Regions from separate parts of the Hordeum vulgare genome. Here all the other regions are linked to region 2. Evidence: chromatin contacts called from public Hi-C and HiChIP or PLAC-seq data. All regions are on one chromosome and are shown on one strand. Each heading gives the region's core, a stretch centred on a gene start, on an enhancer-like site or on the middle of the called end of the contact. The rest is flanking DNA. Distances are from core to core; before and after follow the strand shown.

Evidence for each region. Hi-C and Micro-C count contacts between places; a contact is called where the count stands out from the background. HiChIP or PLAC-seq counts read pairs in DNA pulled down with a chosen protein or histone mark.
Region 1: a contact with region 2 is called in an H3K4me3 HiChIP or PLAC-seq map of embryo, with 6 times the contacts expected there. The contact joins the promoter of LOC123425915 here to the promoter of LOC123425913 in region 2. A contact is called at or near these places in 1 of 6 Hi-C or Micro-C datasets (seedling) and 1 of 1 datasets of contacts at active chromatin or transcription factors (embryo).
Region 3: a contact with region 2 is called in a Hi-C map of leaf, with 4 times the contacts expected there. The contact joins the promoter of LOC123425909 here to the promoter of LOC123425913 in region 2. A contact is called at or near these places in 1 of 6 Hi-C or Micro-C datasets (leaf) and 1 of 1 datasets of contacts at active chromatin or transcription factors (embryo).

Annotation. Positions count from the first base shown.
Region 1 is chr2H:218,839,108-218,841,863 of MorexV3_pseudomolecules_assembly, reverse strand. LOC123425915 (autophagy-related protein 8A) reads right to left here and starts at 1,434. Exons shown (of 6, transcript XM_045109678.1): 1 at 1,303-1,434; 2 at 1,132-1,175; 3 at 29-84. The coding sequence starts at 1,168.
Region 2 is chr2H:218,125,475-218,128,366 of MorexV3_pseudomolecules_assembly, reverse strand. LOC123425913 (formin-like protein 3) reads right to left here and starts at 1,352. Exons shown (of 4, transcript XM_045109677.1): 1 at 881-1,352; 2 at 678-775. The coding sequence starts at 1,337.
Region 3 is chr2H:217,260,554-217,263,460 of MorexV3_pseudomolecules_assembly, reverse strand. It overlaps LOC123425909 (ATP synthase subunit gamma, chloroplastic), which reads right to left and starts at 1,519. Exons shown (of 1, transcript XM_045109675.1): 1 at 31-1,519. The coding sequence starts at 1,310. The coding sequence ends at 237. LOC123425908 (protein RRP6-like 3) reads right to left here. Exons shown (of 12, transcript XM_045109673.1): 11 at 2,133-2,785; 12 at 1,656-1,915. The coding sequence ends at 1,846.

The DNA.
Region 1 (2,756 bases), core at 185-2,684, 710 kb before region 2:
TAAAAGATAAGTCCAGAGATATATTTACCGGAATTCTATCAGCGTACTTCTCACGGATCCTGGCAGATTCAGCTTGCCTCCTCTCTATAAAAAGGTAATTTTAATAACATAAGATGAAAATAACTTGCCAATGGAAAAAACAATTGAAGCTTGAACCAAGATCTCATATGCATCAACCAGTGAAAAGCAGAACATATTATACCCTCCAGGGAAGATAGTACATCATATTAAAAAAAGAAATACTATATGAGACCATTTTGTAAAATATTTCTTTTACAGGGGAACAATCAATACTATATGAGACCATTTTATAAAATATTTCTTTTACAGGGGAATAATCTTGGCAATCCTGGCAATCCATAGGAGAAGCCAAACAATACATTCAATCGCACCAATAAGACAGAACAGTAGTACAACAGAAATTGTACGCCAAAGTATCACATCATTGTTGGTTACTTAACTGAGTAAAACAGTATCTTATGAATATGATCTAACAAAGTCATTCGGCAATATGAATTATTATTAAGATATAATACGAATAGCACACGGACAAAAAAAACCTTAAAAGTAGAATATATCAGGCAGTCATCATTATATGGAACAGTCTATTTTTATAGACTGAACAGAGTGTAAATTCTAATGCAAGATGGATAAACGACTTAATATCAAGACCATGAAATCTATCTTTGCAGCACCATTCAATTAGAATACAACTCAATCACAAAAAACAGACAGTACTGGATTGATGAACTGAGTCTTCCTACTGATTTTAATCATTTTGACAGATGTAACATATACGGACTAATAATACTAGTCTACATGGTGGTTCAATAAAACACCAATCTGAAACACACCGACAATATCTGCCAACAGCATATGGGACAGGAAAGAACGTCCGGAATACACAAATTAGCACGCCGGAGCACGGAAGCAATCAACTATAACCAAGTTATCACGTCACGTAAAAGAAAGTCTAAATTACTTTGGTGTCAAACAACTGGTCCACAGGTTTCAATCAGTGAAATACCAAACTCTCGTATATGAGTACTCCTATATTATCGATCGGACGAAAAAGCAAAACAGAGCGTAAACTGAAAGAAATTAACAGCCAGAGGGGCAAGAGAAACAAACCCAGGGGGTGCTCGGTCTTGAAGCAAGTCTTGGCCATCTCCAACCTGCGATCGATCGAGAAACAATCCACCGATCAAATCGATCCCAGAGCGGATGATGAAAGCGATAAGAAAACCCAAATTCTCCGAACTCTGGGCGGATCTTTTGGGGAAAAAGGATGGAGGGGCTCACCGATGGGATGGCGCTGCCGGGGACGAGATTGATCGAGGCGATCGGGGTGGCGGAATCGAGGGGGGAGACTGGATTGAAAGTCGCTCGGCGGAAGCAACCGGAAGGAAGTCGCGGGGTAGGGTTTGGTGGTGGAGGCGTGTCGCGGCTATTTAAGAGGGCCTTCCCTGTGGGGAATCTTATGCCGTGCCCCTCGGGTTCTAGCTGTATTGTATTGTGTGTACACAACTCGCACGGTTGTGACGGTTCGTTTTGTGCAGAGGATTCAAACTCAATTTGTATTCAATTCCGTAACGCGTGCTCTTCGTTAACTAGTAATTGTTTTAGGCTGGCCATAGTGAGAGTAATTAAGGTAGTACTTGGGACTAGCAAACATGCTGATGTGACAGACAATTAAAAAAGAAAGAGAGGATTAGAGTAACATACCGTAACATGTTAAATGTTATGCTACTATGGCCCTGTTTGTTTCAGAAGTTCCGGGACTTTTTTTAGTCCCAACTTAAAAGTCCCTAGTCCCTACCCGTTTGTTTTTAGAAACTAAATAAGGACTAGAGGTTATTAAATGACATGTAAAAAGACCATGTTACCCTTAGTGATGTATTAGTAGTTATTAAATGACATGCTAAAAATAGGGGCATTGTTGGAAAAAGTGACAAAAAGTCCCAAAAAGACCCTCCCATAGGGACTTCTCCAAATAGTCCCAAATACCCCCTTTTAGTCCCTAAAAGACCCTCCTGTTTGTTTCACATGGGACTTTTTGGGACTTTTTTAGTCCCTACATCAAAAAGTCCCTTGAAACAAACACCCCCTATGTGTCATGCATGTCAATAAATAAGGTCATCTATGATACTACTTTATGATAATATGCACTATGAAAGTAATATCATACAATAGTACCATATGCATGATACTACTATATGATACTCCTCACTATGACCAGCCTTAGGCAACCTCGTTAACTTTATTGCTTTGTTCAAAACGAACTACTTTTGTACTTCTAGCCTAACTCACCAAACCGTTTGATTTTCTAACTCATCAAACCGTTGTCACTAGACGGAGAATTTTTTATATATTAGGCAACCGAACCAATATCGGTTACAAGCGGATCATTAAAAAGAAACCTCATCAAAACACACAAGATCCGTTAGAAATATATCTTCGCACTCTTTTCGACGATACTAGAAACAACACATGGATGAAGCCAAGTGGAATGAATCTTTTCATCCTTCGAGAGCCACCGTCGCCTCGGCTTTCTGAACATAATATAAACCCTAACGACACTCAAAAGACACATAAAAATGAAGCCTTGCGAACATCGACTATTTGATGTTTGTTTGATTATTTGATGGAAGATATTAACTTCAGATCCTTGATCACCATTATTATATCCTCTGATCTTAAACATGTTGATGAGGTGTGAGTAGTTGATATTGTTCCTGAGGACATGTGAGAAGTTT
Region 2 (2,892 bases), core at 103-2,602:
ATATGTTGAAGGTTAAAGGGTGCAATGAGATTATTGACATGAGCAATTGAATGATGCAAATAACATAACAGCAAAGACAAACTTCGTCATTTTACCTGCTTGCTAGCCATGATTGTCTAGAATAAACATAAGGCAGCCATAAGTATGTTGAGAGGCATAATAAATTAAAACAGCCGGTGCACTCAAAGCTAGAACAAGGGAACAACTTTACAAAAGCTTCAAAGTATGCTACTCTAGAGGATATGTCAAGCCTAGTGCACATTTTGTGCCCAGGAAATTTCTTCGTCATTCCTATAGGAGCTAAAAGGTGTGATTGGGCATCTATTCTTGCCTTGTGTTCCTATCTTCCTTTTCCAGCTTTATAGATAGATACTACTCCAAGATGAGATTGACTTTAGTTTTGCAGTATGCATTAGGCACCACAACTACCTAATCAACACTTGAACCTCAATGAATAACAACGGCAGCGTCAACCACAGATGCAATTCACCCACCAAATCTTCATCATAATTGTAAAGAGTGCAAAATTAATATGAAACTTTAATCTCAAATTGTTCTCACATGCAGTCGCAGATCCAAGTAAGAACAAGAATGAAAATGACAAGCAAGAGGACACGGATGGAATCCGATTCCTCGAAGTTAGAGGGAAACTGCAGAGGAGAGATCGAAAAGCAAACCTTGCCGGTGGTGTCGTAGTAGTCGTTGAGAGCCCACTGGTACTTAGACTGATCCAATCCGAACCAGTTGGCGACGTACTCGTCCAGGCTCGCGTGCGCTGCGGCAACCCGGAAGAATCCCGCGCATCAGAACCCGCAATCCAGGAAATGTGAAGAGAAAACTGAGATGCAGTTCAATTGACGAAAATGTTTTTCCCCATCACCTTCCTGCACGCGCGCGACGGCGTCCCATAAGAAGCCGAACGCCGATCCGTCGTGCTTGCCCCCCGCAGAAGCCTTGCCGTACTGCGGCGGGGGCACCTGCACAGGAGGCGGGGACACCTTCACGGGCGGTGCGGGGGGCGAGAACTTGACCGGCGGCGCGGGCGGGCTAGCGCTCTTCTGCAGCGGAGGCGGTGCCGTGCCCGTGCGGGAGGTAGGGGTGGAGAAGTCCGGCGTTGGGGAGCCGGACGGGCGCGAGGAGCGCGGGTTGCTGGCCGGCGACGGCGGCGTGATGAAGACGGTGAGGTTGCCGGCCCTCCCTATCATGGGCATCGGCGGCGAAGGCGAAGGCGAAGGCGAAGACGCAGGCGAGGAGCCCATTTGCACGGAGGCGAAGAGAGAGCTAGAGCTAGGAGTCTGAGAGCAAGAGGGCTCCCGTGGGAAAGGCCGAGACGCCATTGCAGACAACGCCAGTGGAGCTTTTTGTTGGCAGTGGAGTGGTAAAATTTTGCCCCGCAACTTTTTATTTTATCCTTTTCTCCGAATTAATAATTAATTAATCAACGCGGAGAGAATTGATAGCTTTCCTCTAAACCCTTCAGTCTTGTCTAACTCTTGCTGATACCTTTTTGACATACTTCCTCCGTCCCAAAATTCTTGTTTTAGATTTGTCTAGATATAAATGTATTTAGTCACATTTTAGTATTTAAATACATTCATTTCTAAACAAACCTAAGACAATAATTTTAGGACGGAGGAAGTAATTAACAAGTATTTTCTCTGTCTCAAAATTCTAAATATAAAAACATAACTAGATACATTCATATCTAAAATAATTAAGACAAGAATTTTGAAACAGGGAGAGTATGTTAGCATATAACTATCAAATAGAAATAGAAATAGACCAAAATACCCTTCAATTTAAAAGACCCAACTCTGTACAGATTTTTTGCAACAATCAATAGCTTTTAACACAAACAGACTTGGAATAACAATCTTACATCAATTCAATGATAACATAGATAATAAGTTCAACCATGTTTTACATGACTTCATGACAAAAAAAAGTGAGTCTCTACCTCACATACATAGCAAATAGAAGTGATTCTCTACCTCACATACAGAGCAAATAAAAGTGAGTTTGCACCTCACATATAGAAAATAAAAGTGAGTCTCCACTCACATACGAGTTCATCATAACCACGGGCAAGTTCACAGGTCGCTTAATTTCTTCCTCTTAGGAGTCATGTTCTTCTTCTTTCCTTTTGTTGGAGATTTTGGTGGCGGAGTAGCAGCTTGGCTCCTTGTGACAGGTCCAGGACTAGCTTAAGCTGCAGCTTGGCTTCTTGTGACAGCTCCAGGATTGTTACAAGTGGCATCATTCTTGCTCTTGGTTGGTGTAGATGAAACAACATTGCTAACTGAAACAACCATGGACATGGATTCTTTTCCCCCTACTTTTCCTACAAAAAAGCCAATTAGAACTATTTTTATGTAAAAGAACCATGGTATTATAAATAGAAAACAACAAGTACTAGTTTGTACCTTTTCTTTGTTCCATTTTTAGGACATCCAGCTTCTCTATGTCCTACCTCCCCGCATTTTTTGCATTTATTCAATGATCCCTTCCTCGATCCACCTTCCTACCAACTCTTTATCCTCTGTTTTCTTGTTCTTCCAACACCTTTTTTCTTGCCTATTGGAATTGGTGGACGCAACACAAAGCATGTATCCACATGTGGCCACTGATTCTTGTGTGTAAGGTCTCAATTACACCTTCATATGCTACCCTGAATTTGCTAACTAAGTACTATTCATGTACATCCCACACTCAAATCCCCATGTAAATTCCACACAACACCTAGGGTTCAATGATTTAGAAACCGTATCAGAGGAAGTGCTCAGAATCTGTGAAAAATAGAAGGGGGAGAGGTTGCCTTACCTTGGGCCAGCAATGGAAGGCAGCGAATGAGAGGAAACATCGCGGAGCAGGGCGACGGACGACAGACGCAGC
Region 3 (2,907 bases), core at 270-2,769, 870 kb after region 2:
AGTTGGCATATGGATGGAGGCGGGACTGCATAGATAAATTACTCTGATTATACATTTGGCATCTCCGAACTGAAATCTTATGTATCTCGCACCGGGCGATAGAACAGACATCCTTTTTTGTGCTATGAGAAATTATTACAAACACAGACACAGACCAAGCAAGATAAGTACTAGAAGAGAGGAGAAAAGGAGGCAAAGAGTTATATATAACAGTGGCAGCTCAGCCCAGGGAGGAATCAGCCGGACAGGGCGTCGGCGCCAGCGACGATCTCAAGGATCTCTCCGGTGATCTTGGCCTGGCGTCGGCGATTGTAGACCATGGAGAGATTTTTTCGGAGATCGATGGCATTGTCTGTGGCGCTGCTCATGGCGCTCATCCTGGCTGCGAGCTCGCTAGCGAGCGACTCCTGGAGGGCACGCAGGATCTGGCTGTTGAGGTAGAGCGGGAGGAGAGCGTCGAGGATCTGGACGGGGTCCTGCTCGAACTGGACGACGGGGGAGAAGGGCTGCATCTCGATCTTGATCTTCTCGCGCTCCACGGTGAGCTTGCCTTCCTTGGTGGTGAGCTTGAAGAGCTCGTCCTCGGTGGCGTCGACACAGATGCCGTTGACGTCGCAGATCTCGCCCTTAGGGGACATGGGCAGCAGCGTCTGGATGATGGGGTCGGAGCGGACGAGGTTGACGAACTTGGAGTAAACGAGCTCCACCTTGTCGACCTCCTCGGCGACAAAGAGGGAGTAGATAAGGTCGCAAATGGCCTGCGAGTCCTTGACGGTGGGGATGCCGGCGAGCTCGAGGAAGCGCTCGGTGGGGATGTAGTCGCGGCGCTGGAAGTAGGCGTTGCCCTTCTTGCCAACGCTGATGACTTTGTACTCGACGCCCAGCTGCCTGAGGTCCTCCATGCGGGCCTCGGCCTTCTTGAGCACGTTGTTGTTGAAGGCGCCGCATAGGCCACGCTCGCCGGTGAGGACGACGATCGCGACGCGCTTGACGGCGCGCTGGCGGGTGAGGGGCAGGTCGATGTCCTCCGACTGGATCTCCTGGTTCATGTTGTAGAGCACCTCCACCAGAGCCTCCGAGAAGGGGCGGGAGGAGACCACGGCCTCCTGCGCGCGACGGACCTTGGCGGCGGCCACCAGCTTCATCGCCTCCGTGATCTTCTGCGTGTTGCGGACAGAGTCGATGCGGTTGCGGAGGTCCCGGAGGGAGCACCGCACCACCAGGCTGCTGCCGGTGGAGGCGCGGCGGCGGGTGGAAGTGCTGGCAAGCGCGGATGAGGACCACGCGGTGGAGAGGTGGGAGCACGACATGGCTGGCTAGCGGCTGGCGCGTCACCGGCGGCCGCAGAGGCGGAGGCGGAGGCGGAGGCGGAGAAAGGAGAAAGGATGGGAGGGAGGGAAAGATTTTGGATTGGGTTTGGGTGGAGAAGTGAGCAGGTGGGGTTTTCAAGCCGGGCTGAGTGGTGGAGGGCTAGTCACTGCGAGATTGCCACGGATCATGTGGCGCGCCCTGGCCGCCTACCCTGCACCTTGCCTGCTTCCATTTCTCTATTCATATTATTATTTTTTGCCTTGCCAAATAAATAAAACTCATAAAACTACAGCGAGAAGGGAACTTCTCTATGGGAGAGGACAGGAGTGGATACACTGCGGATATACTACAGTAGATACTTACCCCAAGTGAATCAAAATTCGAATTTTCTTTTTCATACAAAAATCTTGTAAAATTCCACAGTTGGAAAAAGGCCAGGTGCAGCATACCGATATTATCCGGTGATACAAGCATATATAGGCTTGATGATGAAATGCAAACAACTTTATAAAGGAAAAGCACTGATCCTCCTAATCAGTCAGCAGGCTGAGGCTCTTGGCTGGAAGGTTTGTACACACTGAAGTCGCCGAAATCCCTTCTTCCACTGCAAAGAAAATTCTCGGTAAATGAATATCTTGATTTCAAATGAAAAAAAAAAATTGGAGGAAAGAGCATCACGATTCACAGAGAGAGGGAGAGGGAGAGAGAGCGATCGAACTTCTAAGGCCACTGGTACAGGTAGGGCGGCCATTCCAAGCACAAACAAGTTTCATGTGTTGAGCAATTAACCAACCAAGCAGCAAAAGGTGATCCTTTTTTACCTGTGCTTTATATTCCAACCAGAAGGGAGATAACGGGGGTGAACCGCTTCGACAAAAACATGCCTCCATCTTTGGCAAAACTGGTGAACAGCCTCCTCCCCACCGTTGGTCAGCAAAAGCTCGACGACTTGTTTACCATGGTGCCCGTGTCCTAGAAGTGATATCTTCTTGTCAGCATTTTTGGAAATAGTTTGGCTAGAATTGTCACTGCTGGCTGGATCCTCGTCGAGATGGCCATTTTCCTGAGTACCACTTGGTCGCTGCATGCCATCTGACCCAAGCTTCTCCGTGTTAGGGTCACAAGTGGAATCATCTATACTGGCTGACAAACTTGCACTCTGGATCACAGTTAATTCTTCGGCCTGGATATTACACCCAGTCCCGTCAGCATCTTGTTGACCACTGCTCCCATTCCCATCTTCTGAAACTTGCTCTGATAAAGCATGCCTATTTTCTGAATCATGCGCCATGTCTTCTAAGATGGCCTTGTTGCTGCTCTTTCTTACAATGTTTTCAGTCTGGGCTCTAAAAGAATGAGGATACCCTTTTTTCTTTTCAAGCCTCCTTCGCTCTTGGGGGCTCATACCTACCAGTAATGCCATCTCCAGGTCTTCGGGAGTCACATCCCTACCACCGTAGTATGACTTCACAGTCTGCAACGAAATGAATGTATCGGTAACACAGATCTACCGCTAAGAACCAATACATTTTTAATCAGGAAAAAAATAGGGTCTTTTACATTTGTGTCCCTAACTCGAACCCACGTAGTACAGGA